Linked DNA regions of Sus scrofa: region 1 is linked to region 2. The links are chromatin contacts, called in public HiChIP or PLAC-seq maps. All regions are on one chromosome and are shown on one strand. The core of a region is the stretch at or near the end of the contact, and the rest is flanking DNA. Distances in the headings are between cores, read along the strand shown.

Region 1 (5,811 bases), core at 691-3,190, 370 kb after region 2:
CCTTGGGAGGGGGGAGCTGGACCTTGCCCCGGTGCAGCTGTGTGTGACTCACTTGTGACGTGGCAGCCAGGCAGAGTCTGAGAATAGCCCCCGTGGAAAGGGGGCCCCGGCCCTGGCAGCAGAGGGAAGGCCCAGCGTCTCCTACGCTGTCTGCTCGTGGGTTTTCAGGAGGCAGAGGCTGGGTGGCGCCTGCCCACCCAGGTGCTCTCAGAGCTGCCCAACCCTGGAGGGCGCCCCCAGCACCCATCAGCATCCGTCAGAGGCTCCCAGCCCCACAAAAGTCCCAGCCAGGGTCTCTGAGGCCAGGCCTGTGGCGGCAGTCTGCAGTGGGCCAGCCCCGCCCGAGGCCCGGTGGCTGCTCTGTCGCGTGCTCCTCCAGAAACCTCCTTGGCCGTGGGAGGAGGGCGATTTGCAGAAATGCCAGAGCGCCAGACCTCTTGCGGAGTCACTACTGTCCTGGAAAGTCATCCAGCAAGACGGTACCTGGAGCGGTGACGCCGGTGGATGGGCCTGCAAGGGCTTGTTGGCACCAGCACCAAGCAAGGCCAAGATCACAAGGTTCTGTTCAGCTCTGGGCTGTCACCCCCCCCATAGCTCAAGGAATGTCACATCCCCAGGCAGAGGCAGGCTGAGCTGGGGGAGGGGAGTCCACGTCCCCGGTGGCTGGACCGGGCCTTCACCTTCTCACCTCAGCCCCCACAGGCTGCTCGCCCAGCAGTTATCTTGTCCAAATCTGAAAGCCAGAGCGGGGTTTTAGCTCAATGTAAACGGCTGTGTGGTAGTTACAGGAGACGAGTTTTACCCGAGGGGCCACTCCCAATTTTCCCTTCAAGCGGTGGGTCACCAACTTCGCCGGAGCTCCCGCTGCCACCCAGCAGGTGTCCAAGGCAGAGGGTGAGTGAGGGACCCACGGTCACTGGGAAGCGCGGCTGAGTGATCTGTCCAATGTGTGCCCAACCCAGCCGCCATCGGCCACGGCCCAGCCGCAGAGACGCCCCCCTGGGAGGCAGTTAACAGCCTCAGTCTGCGTTGAACGACCCCAGGGGTTCACCCTGGACACTTGGGCCTCTGGGTGTGTGGGGCTCCTGGGAAGCGCAGCAGCACCTGGCCCTTCCTGTAACCCTTAGAAGGCCGCTCGGGGCCAGGAGGCCAGGCCCTGAGGACCTGGCACTAGGGGCTGCTCAGTACTGGAGAGACAGCCTCCTGCGGGCCTCGAAGAAGCAAACTGACCGGTGTGAGCCTTTGGAGGGGACACAGGGGTCTCCGTCCTGCTGCAGCAGCAAGGTGGGCTCAGAGGGTCACTCCCCAAAGGAAATGTGGGGAGATTGCAGCCCCGAGGGCATGCTGGGGACAATGGCCACCCACTCGGGTAGGGTACCCTCATGGGACACCTCCAGGGGGCCACGCATCAGGGGCCCTCCTCCCCGAGGTCATCCTGAGGGGGCACCGCAGTGCAAACAGAATCCTCCAGAAGTGCGTCCTGGGGGAAGGGGTGTGCTGGGGGTCTCTGGGGAGAGATCTTGGGGGGTTGTGTTCTTCCAGGCGATGGTTCTGGAATCTGGGGGGGGGGGGGCAGAAGTCTCCAGGGTGGGGATCTTGGGGCGGAGAGGCGTCCCCCAGGGAACCTTCCGGGCTGGGGGGAAAGGAAGAGGGGTCTGCAGCTTGCTGGCCTTGTGGGGGCACTCTCCCAGGGGACAGGGCTATTCTGGGGGAAGCTCGGGGAGCATCCGGCGGGAGGGCGAGCATCTCCGGAAGGCCTTTCTCGGCAAAGGGAAATTCTCGGAGGGGCCTGGCATCCCGGGGGGGACAGCCTTCCGGGGGCATCCTGGGGCCGGCGTCCCCCCGGCGGGGCGGTGGGAGGCCGCAGCCCCGGGCCCGCCCCCGGCCCGCCCCCGGCCCGCCCCCGCGCTTCCTCCCTCTTTCACTTTCGCTTCCGCCAGAGCGGGTCCCGCCGCCGCCGCCGCCGCCGGAGCATGGAGGACCCGGACTGCGACTCGACCTGGGAGGACGACGAGGAGGAGGACGGCGAGGGCCCGTTTTCCAGGGCCTATGAGGGCGGCGAGGCCAGAGCTCCGGGGACCGCGAGGGCCGAGGCCGAGGAGACCCTGCGGTTCTGCATGCCCCAGGTGCCGCCCCCGCGCGCTGGGGACCCCGCGCCCCTGGGCAGGCCGCGGTGAAGCAGGGAAGCAGGCCCTGCTCCGGGAAGGCCGTACCCCCGGGGCGGGGTGCCAGGGCACCCCTCGGAGACCCGGCTCCGGGCCTGGCACTGCATCGCCAGCTACTGCCCCGTCCCTGGCCGTGATCCCCACGACGCCCTGAGATGGGCCCCCCACCCGCTCTCCCGCGTGCGGTCCCCCACCAGGGCACCCTGCCGGGATCCAGGGCCACCCCCGGACCGTGCCCCCAGGACCAGATCTGCATGATGACACTTCCTCAGGGGATGGCCGGGGCGCATCCCTGACTCCTCTCCCTGCCACATCGCACCCTCCGGCCCTTGGCCCTGTCCTCTGAGTAGTAGATCCCGGCCCTCAGCCCCGCCACCCCCACTGCTCCCCAGCCTCTCTCTCCTGCTGCTCCCTGCCCCCACCCTGGCGCAGCTCAGGGAGCACCTCCCCCTCCCCCACTGCCTCGGCTCCAGCATCGCCCAGGCCACCAGCCCCCAGTCTGCCCCATCCCGGCTGACTCTGCCTGTGCAGCACCCACCCACCCTGGCTGGGCTGGCCTCACGTCTTGGAGGTGGCCTTGGAGGATCTGTTTACGTGGCCCTGAGCCAGGGCGCTCGGCTGTGCCCACTGGTTATTTGCGGTCACCACCGGACCGCTGGTCACTTGTCCCTACCAGCATTTACTCTGTCACCCCTGGTTACTTGTCATAACTAACTGTGGTTACCCGTCATTACCCGTGGTTACTTGCGCTCACTGGGTGGCACGTTCCTGGAGGGGGTGCCATTGCTCCAGCTGGGGCTCCAGGTGACAGGGAGGGCCAGAGTGAGCGCTGTCACCATGTGCACCACTCGCTTTGGGATGAGGGTGACTTGGCACCATGTCTAAGGGGCTTCGAGTTCCAGCCCGTGGCCCCAGGACGGATGCTCGCTCTCTGTAGCAGACGAGAGCCCTGGCTCTCGGCTTTCTCTCTGGGTCTTGGGTCTTGGCGTGACCACCAAGAGGGACGTCCAAGGGCTCAGGGCTGGCCGGGAAGGCCAGTGGCCTCGGCACATGCGCAGTGGTTCAGGCGGGCCCGAGTTCCTCGGGAAGATAGGCTGGGCAGTGGTCGGGTCACAGCCTGGAGTCAGAGGGCAGGAATCTGGCTCTTTGCCCAGCGGATGCCCACCGGGCGTGGCCAGTAGCTGAGGAGCCGGTAGTCCCACACTCCGTGTTCCTAAAGGAGCTTCTGGCCTCTTTCTTCCCTGTCTCCCTCCCGCTGTGGCCTCTGTCCCTTCCCCAAGTCCCAACTCCCTCCTCTCCCCCCACCGCCCCACGCTGGGTCCTGATGCAGCTCCTTGGTGCCTGGTGCTGTGCAGGGCCCGTGGGGCTGGCCCTGCTCCGAGCTACGTGTATGGCCGGGACCCATTCAGGGCCCGTGGGGCTGGCCCTGCTCCGAGCTACATGTATGGCCGGGGTCTGGTCAGGACCCATTCTCTTGAGCCAACCCAGGGACAAGCCTGACTGGCTCCAGGGAGGCGGAGAACTGGAAACTGGCCGAGACGGGAGTGGGGGCCGCTGCTGCGGAGTTTTGGTGTCATGCACTGTGCATTGGCCAAACTGGCACCTGGCTGAGGAACCCCCCCCCCATGGGAAACATCTGGAGCCCCTCCTGGGGCTCTAGGTGGCAAGGCCACTGCCCTTAGGGACACAGCCTGGTGATGACAACTTAGTATGGCGCAAGGAGGACGTGCTAGGGAAGGTGGGCTTCCCAGAGGGAGGTCCTGGGGTGTGATTGCCAGTAGGGGAGCCAGCGAACGTGGGAGGAGGAAGTGAAGCTGGAGTTAGAGGTTGTACCCCAAGAATGCACGATGGCCCGTGGGTCCTGAGGGCTGGAGTGGGCAGCAGGGGGCCAGCCTCCTCTCCAGCTAGTCTGGCCCCCTGTGGCTTTGCTGACAGCTGGCCCAGGTCCTTGCCTCCCTCAGCAGGATGGGGGCTGCCTCCAGGAGTGGGGAGGGTCTCATCCAGTCTCTCTCCCCAGGTCAAGGTGACCGGGTCTCGAAACTGGCGAGCGGCGCGGGACACGCGCCGGTACCGGCACCACTACCCGGTACGTGGCTGCCTGCTGCGCCCTTGCCCTCTGCCGCCCCCAGGCCTACATCCTCCTCCCGGGTAATGTCCCGTCAGCCCCTCTTCTCAGGCAATGCCCATGTCCTGCCGGAAGCCCCACCTGGACCTGCTGCTCCTTCCCTGATCTCAGGGTGACGGCAGGGCCTCCTAACTCCCACCTTGGCCCTGACCTTTACAACTTGCAACGGCGCCAGCTGGCAGCTCCTCCTCAGGAGGCCAGCATCACCCTCAGCTCCCGTCCTGTGCACCCAGTGGTCTCAGGCACCCCTGGGCTGTCTTTGGGGTGAAGAGGAAGGGGACCTCCCACCCCCAGAGGAGGGGGGTGTGTACTGGTAGTTGGAGGTGGCTGCTGTCCCCTAAGTGTGGAGGCGGGGCCCGGCCTGGGCACCCGGGGTCTTCGGCAGGCTTCAGGATATCCGGAGGTTCCAGAGCGGACACCCTCCCTGAACCCCCAGAAAGGCTTTCATGTGAGGAGCCCTGGGAGACAGCATGTTTCTGACTGTCCTGACTGTCGCTTCTCTCTGGCTCTTCAGGACTTGGTAGAGCCAGATGGCAATGGTGACATGCCAAACCTGAGTTTCTACAAAAACGAGATGGCCTTCCTGCCCAACGGTGTGTTCCTGCCTGGCTGCCAGCAGCTCCCTCCGGGGGGGCCCCTCCACTCCACCTGGGGCCATGGGACCTGTCTGGACATGTGACTTTCAGATCGCCCCACAGCTCCCTCTGGAAGCTCCCGAGGGGCCATCGGGGCCCCAACCCTTGGCCTGGACCCAGTGGCCAATGTGCCCTGGAGGGCCAGGAGTGAATAGCAGTGGCTTTGCAGGCCCCACGGTCCCTGGCACAGAGAATGACTCGCCTCCCGCCGTAGTTGGAAAGCCACATAGGGAACTAACAGGAAAGAACAGTTTTTAGGGATTTAAGTGGTTGGGGAAATTTTGAATTATGATAGCATCTTGTGATTTGTGAAGATCATTTGAAATTCGAATTCTGTAAGTGAGGTTTTACGGGAACACCCATGTCGGGTCACTTTACATGTTCCATGGCTGCTTTCCCGCCACAGCGCCACACGGCCTCAAATATCCCCCCGGTCCTTTGCAGGAACACAGGCTGCCCTATGGGAGACCAGGTTGCAGGTTCTGTTGGAGGGCAGAGTTCTGGCCCGCAGGCTGCGGTTTAGGGGTGCAGCTAGTCCCCCGCCCCCCAGAGACAGGTGCAGGTCAGGGACACTTGTCCTTATCCAGTGGGGCCTCCCGCACCCTCCCGCCCAGAGCACCCAGCGTGCCTGCCCGCCCGGCTCTGCCCTCAGTCGGCTCTGCCCTCAGTCGGCAACAAGGGCCGACTCTGCAGACTGCCTTGGAGAAGGCGCGAGTTTGGCGTGTGCGCAACCCAAGCTGCGAAGCCCCAGGGCTTGGGGTAGATGCCCGAGAGAGGGGCCGGGGCGTGGCCGCAGCCCCGCTGACTTGTTCCGTCCCCGCGCGCCTCGCAGGCTGTTTCATTGAGGACCTTCTTAAGAACTGGAAGGAGGACTACGACCTGCTGG
Region 2 (5,700 bases), core at 1,420-3,919:
TGGCGGGGTGTGGATGGTGGGTGTGGATGGTGGGTGTGGATGGTGGGTGTGGATGGCGGGGTGTGGATGGTGGGTGTGGATGGTGGGGGATTGGATGGTGGGTGTGGATGGTGGGTGTGGATGGTGGGTGTGGATGGTGGGTGTGGATGGTGGGGTGTGGATGGTGGGGATTGGATGGTGGGTGTGAATGGTGGGTGTGGATGGTGGGGTGTGGATGGTGGGTGTGGATGGTGGGGGATTGGATGGTGGGTGTGGATGGTGGGTGTGGATGGTGGGTGTGGATGGTGGGGTGTGGATGGCGGGGTGTGGCTGGTGGGGGGTGGCTGGTGGGGGAAGCTGTTGGAGACGGTGTGTAAAACGTCTGTACTTTCTGCTCAGTTTAAAATTCCTCTAAAAAAGAAAGTCTGTGATTAAAAAGGAAAAAGAAAACAAAACAAAAGCCACCTGCCAAGCTGTTTTCTCACGCGGGTGTGCAGTGTCGCATTCCCGACGCCAGACACTCCTCAGCACTTGGTTTCCTCGATTTGCTTTCTTTTTTTCAGCCCTTCTGGGCGCCGGGGTTTAACTGGCTTTTCCCTCAGGAGTCATGGCGACCATCTCTCCTCTGGCGTCAGCCCCGTTCAGCCTCCTTGGGCAACGTTTGGGCACGTCTTTGGCCCAGGTCCCTGTCGGCCCCTCCTGTGCCCGCCGCCACCGCGCACCCTGCCTTTGGTCTGGGCGATGTGGTGAAGTTCAGGGGGTCGTGCTGGGTTTGCTTTTTGGCGGAGGCTGCCAGGTGCTCGGATGCGTGCAGCCGGGTTCCCCGAGCCCAAGGCTGGGGTGGGCACATGGACTGGCCTCCGTGGTGCCCGTTTACCTGTAGCTTGCTTCCTTATTCAGATTTTTCAAAGAAACTATTGAAAGTGTATAAAGCTTTGTGGGTTTTTTTGTTTTTTGTTTTTTAGGGCCACACCCGCGGCACATGGAGGTTCCCAGGCTAGGGGTCTAATTGGAGCTACAGCTGCCGGCCTGCACCACAGCCACAGCCACATTGGATCTGAGCCACTTCTGTGACCACAGCCCATGGCAACGCCGGATCCTTAAGCCACTGAGTGAGGCCAGGGATCGACCCTGCAACCTCATGGTTCCTAGTTGGATTCGTTTCTGCTGTGCCACGACAGGTGCTGCTTCACTGATTTCTTGCCTGGTTTCACAGGCCATGGGATGGCATTGTCTGCAGGGTGGTGACCGCGTCAGAGGCCACAAAATTGCATCACGTTGTACTAGAATTTTTTTTTCAGGCTGCGTCTGTGACATGTGGAAGTTCCCAGGTCAGGGACTGAACAGGCACCACAGCAGTGACAATGACGGATCCTTAACCCATTGAGCCGCCAGGGAACTCCCATAAGCATTGCCTCAAGTTGGCTGTTCCCCCCGCCCACCTCTGGAACCCTTGAGAGTCTCAAAAATTATCCAGGACCCCACAGAGCTTTTGTCTATATGGGTTTTTAATCTATGGATATTTACCATTATTATAAATTAAAAATAAATATTAACTAATTTAAAAATAACAAAGGCATTTATTATCACAAATAAAATTTTAAAATGAAAAACAGTCATATTTTCCAAAACAAAGAAAAAAATTAGTGACTCTTTAGATCACAAAGCAAGGGGTATGGAACTCACCAGAAGAGGGTACAGGAGTTAAAATGAATGGGTTAGAGCCACAGGTGTCAAGGTGGATAAATCTTAAAAACATTGAGTGAAAGAATACTTTTCACCTTTATACCTTTTATGAAAAGCTTAAAAACAAGTTTTCCATACACATAGAGAGAAAATCACCCAGCACACAGGAAAGTGGGCACACAGTTCAGGACGGCCCTGCCTTTGGCGCCGGGAGGCAGGCGGCGCTGGTGGGGTGTGCGGCTGGGGGCACCTAGCACGTGGGCCGCTTTTCCATTTCTCTGCAGGACTGGGTGTAAATGAAGCGGAAATAAAAGTAGTGGGAGGGCAGCGCCTTCCGTTTATCTAGTCTGGCCTTCCCTCCATCCTGACTGCCCACCAGCCTCTGGAAACGCTGCACCCGCAGACGAGGGGGAGGGGGCAGCCGTGCCAACGCTGCTGTCTGGGGTGCTGGGGGGGATGGGGAGGACTGTGCCATCACTGCTGTTGGGGTACGGGGGCGATGGGGGGCAGCCGGGTCGTCACTGTAATCGAGGAGGATGGGTGGAGGCCATGGAACGGGGTTCGGGGCTGTAGTTTGCCACCTTGCCCCCGGAATGTGAAACCCTCGCGCCCGGCCCCCGGCCCCCGCGTCCTAGGCCATCCTCTCCCTTGAGCTAGCGACTTCTCCTTCGTCTCGGGACCCGGTGTCTCGCACTGACAGCGAAACTGAGAGAGCCTCCAGCGTCCCGCAGGGGCTCGGCCCGGCGCGGCCCGGCGGTCCCGGGGCCAGCGCCCACCGCCCGGCCCGCGCCCGCCTCGCCGTTCCAGGCGCCGCCGCCAGGGGCCGCCGCCGCGCCCCTATGACACAGCAACAATAGGGGCCGCTCTGGCCCGCGCGCCGCCGGCCCGCGCTTCCGCCGGAAGGAGCCGCAGGCGGGGGGGCGGGCCTGGCCGGGTAATGGGCGGCCGCTCTGGCCAATCGCCCGCGGGCCAGTGCCCGCCCCTCTCCTGACGGGGCCCAATCGGCGGCGAGAGCGGCGGGGGGGCGGGGCGAGCGGGACTTCCGGCGGGGCCCGGCAGGCGCCGAGGAGGAAGAGCGATCCCGGACAGCGCCTCTCGGCCGACTCTCGGCGCGGACCAGGTACAGGGGGCGCCGGGGGCGGGGACGGTTACGGGGGCGGCAGGGGGCGGGGTCTGCGCCGTCGGCGGCTGCGGGCGGGCGCCCGGGGGGCGGAGGCCTGAGGGGCAAGGGGCCGGCGCGGGCCGGGGTTCTGGGGCCCGGCTCCCGGGCCAGCCCAGCCGCCGCCCCGCCCGCCGCGCAGCGCAGCCGAGGGCGTCGGGCGGCGGGGTCTGCGGGCGGGGATGGCCAGGTCACCCCGCAGAGGATGCAGCGCCGCCGCGGGGCTTGCTGCGCTTCTCCCGGGTGCTCGGGTTTTTTCTAAGGCAGCGAGCCTGCCCGTATCGCGCAGAAACTCGGTTTTAGGCCACAGCCTTGTCTCCTATCCAGTGTGTTAGCGGTTGTCTGCCCAGCTCACGGTTTTAAACCCTTCGGAGCTGCAGATTTAAAAAGTACGGAGAGTGGTGGTGACGAGGGTCCGCAGCGGTGATGCAGTTCAGGTGCGGGGGTAAATTTCCTTCTCTTAGAAACACGAGAAGCAGCAGGGAACCTGGCTCCCTGGGCTCAGGTACTGCGGGCCCAGGTCCACCCGGGAGGAGTTTGGCGGCGGGTGCTGGGCGGCTTGGGCCTGCCGCCTGCTCCCAGCACAGTGGCAGCCCGCGGTTCAGAGAGAGGGGCTTTCACTCCGCCGCCAGCGAACATTTGAGGAGGAAGTTAGGGTTTCCGTGGCAGTGACTGGGTCCGCTTGCTGGTCCGGTTTCAGGATGACGACTTCAGGCGCTCTGTTTCCAAGCCTGGTGCCAGGCTCCCGCGGGTCCTCCAACAAGTATTTGGTGGAGTTTCGGGCAGGAAAGATGTCATTAAAAGGAACTACTGTCACCCCAGATAAACGGAAAGGCCTCGTGTACATTCAACAGACAGATGACTCCCTCATTCACTTTTGCTGGAAAGACAGGACATCTGGGAACGTGGAAGACGTAAGTGTCTGGTGGCCTCCATCTCATCTCGACCCCCGCCTGGTTGTCAGCGCGGGGCGATTTTCACAGAAGGACCGGTGCCCCAGGGGCACAGCGGCCGTTTCCGTTTTGGCAGGTCTTGGGAGGCCCGGAGCCCCTGGCCTGGTGCCCTTATCAGATATTTTCTTTTGCTTGTGGGTCGTTCTAGCCTCGGGGGGTCTATAGATTCTCCCGTTGCCTGTGTGTCCTTTAAACTTGAAGATTAATTAGGTGCTTTGAATTGGAGAAACTGTATAAAAGTCCTGAACTTACCGCATCCTCGACAGCGTTCTCGAGCGGTCATTTTATTTGGTGTTCTTTGTTCTTCAGACCAAATCATTTCTTGTTAGGTTCGAGAGCAGGTCACAGTTGCCTTTTGACTCATCTTGGAATGTTGCTTCCCCAAGTGTCTCTATTGAAAATCCGTCGAGAGTCAGAAGCCCCCCTTCTCTGTTTAGTACCAAGCCCCTCCTGGCCCTCGTGCCCGCCGTGTGGTGCCTCTGCCCCCCAGAGACCCCGTGGTCTCCGTGTCCTCTCCCCACGCCCCCACACTCAACACGGGACCCAGCGTGTTCTCCCGGAGGTTCCGGGGCTCAGCGATGCTGTGCCCGTGAAGCCGACTCTCCTCCCTGCTGCTCTCTGTAGGATCTGATCATCTTTCCTGATGACTGCGAGTTCAAGCGTGTGCCGCAGTGCCCCAGCGGCAGGGTCTACGTCCTCAAGTTTAAGGCTGGCTCCAAGCGGCTCTTCTTTTGGATGCAGGTACATGGGTTTTGTCAGCATTTATCTTTTTTTCTCCTGTCGTGAAATTAGGTTAGAAAGTTGCTCCCTGGGTGGTAGAATTCGCTGACCGAAGCTGCTTGCCCTGGAACCTTAGGAGTCCAGGGTATGACCTGGGCGCAGGGGCCTGGGGGCGGGCTTGCCCAGGGTCTGGACCTGTAGCTGGGCCTCGGGTGCCCGCTGTGTGCGGCAGTCCCTGGCTGACCAGCAAGAGTCTGCCTGTGGTCCGCTCCTCCAGCGCTCCCGCCCCCGGGGTCCCTGGGGGTCCTCTTGCCCAGGGGACGTGGACGTGCTCCTGCGGTAGGTGAGCCTGTGTGCTTGCAGTTTGGACAGATCCCCCGCCCCGCCCCCGCCGCGCCCCCGGCACTCTGTGCAACGGGGCAGGACGGTCGTGTCATGCCAGCTCACCTCCGCTGAGTAGTGTGACAGTGGCCAAGGACAGGTCAACAGACGGGTGTAGCCACGCTCCAGTAAAACTTTATTTGTAAACAGGCCTGTGGTGTGTCAGCCACTGGCGTAGAGCTTGTTTCTCCATAGTTTTGACCCCACGTGGTGCCTTTTCTGTTCCCTCCGCCCTGAGCTTGGGGACTGTGTCTTGTCCCCCCTCCCCGCGTCACCCTGCAGGCCCACAGCACATGCTCAGTGACTCCTGGACAAGAGGCGAAGGTGTTTGGTCCTGCATTTCTGGGGGTGCTCACAGGGCAGCGCTGCCTGACCCCCCACACCTGGTGCTCATGTCAGCGCCCTGCTGACGGGGGGCGCTGGTCCGTGGGCGGTGCTCCGATGAAAGGGTCAGTGGGGGTGTCACACGTGTGGCCTTGGCCTGCCGTGTGAAGGGCCTGTCCCAGAGGGTCACAAGGCGGTGCCTTTGCGCCCCCAGTGCTCCTGGCACGTCAGGGTCCCCTTCTGTGAAACGGGTGACTGCGGACAGGTGACTCCGCCTGTCCAGGCCTCGGGTGCCTCGCCTCTAAGGCGGCCCGTGGCGGGCGGGCCGCTCAGCCGCGCGGGTGCCGCATCCTCCCCGCAGGAGCCCAAGACGGACCAGGACGAGGAGCACTGCCGGAAGGTCAACGAGTACCTCAACAACCCGCCCATGCCCGGCGCCCTGGGGGCCAGCGGCAGCGGAGGCCACGAGCTGTCGGCGCTGGGCGGTAACCGTCCCCT

What was found. HiChIP or PLAC-seq counts read pairs in DNA pulled down with a chosen protein or histone mark.
Region 1: a contact with region 2 is called in an H3K27ac HiChIP or PLAC-seq map of alveolar macrophages. The contact joins the promoter of OGFR here to the promoter of ADRM1 in region 2. A contact is called at or near these places in 1 of 5 promoter capture datasets (fetal liver) and 1 of 2 datasets of contacts at active chromatin or transcription factors (alveolar macrophages).

Annotation. Positions count from the first base shown.
Region 1 is chr17:62,063,543-62,069,353 of Sscrofa11.1, forward strand. It overlaps OGFR (opioid growth factor receptor), which reads left to right and starts at 1,941. Exons shown (of 7, transcript XM_021078228.1): 1 at 1,941-2,126; 2 at 4,183-4,251; 3 at 4,805-4,883; 4 at 5,758-5,811. The coding sequence starts at 1,974.
Region 2 is chr17:61,690,254-61,695,953 of Sscrofa11.1, forward strand. ADRM1 (proteasomal ubiquitin receptor ADRM1) reads left to right here and starts at 2,670. Exons shown (of 10, transcript XM_021078220.1): 1 at 2,670-2,785; 2 at 3,525-3,738; 3 at 4,402-4,518; 4 at 5,564-5,687. The coding sequence starts at 3,526.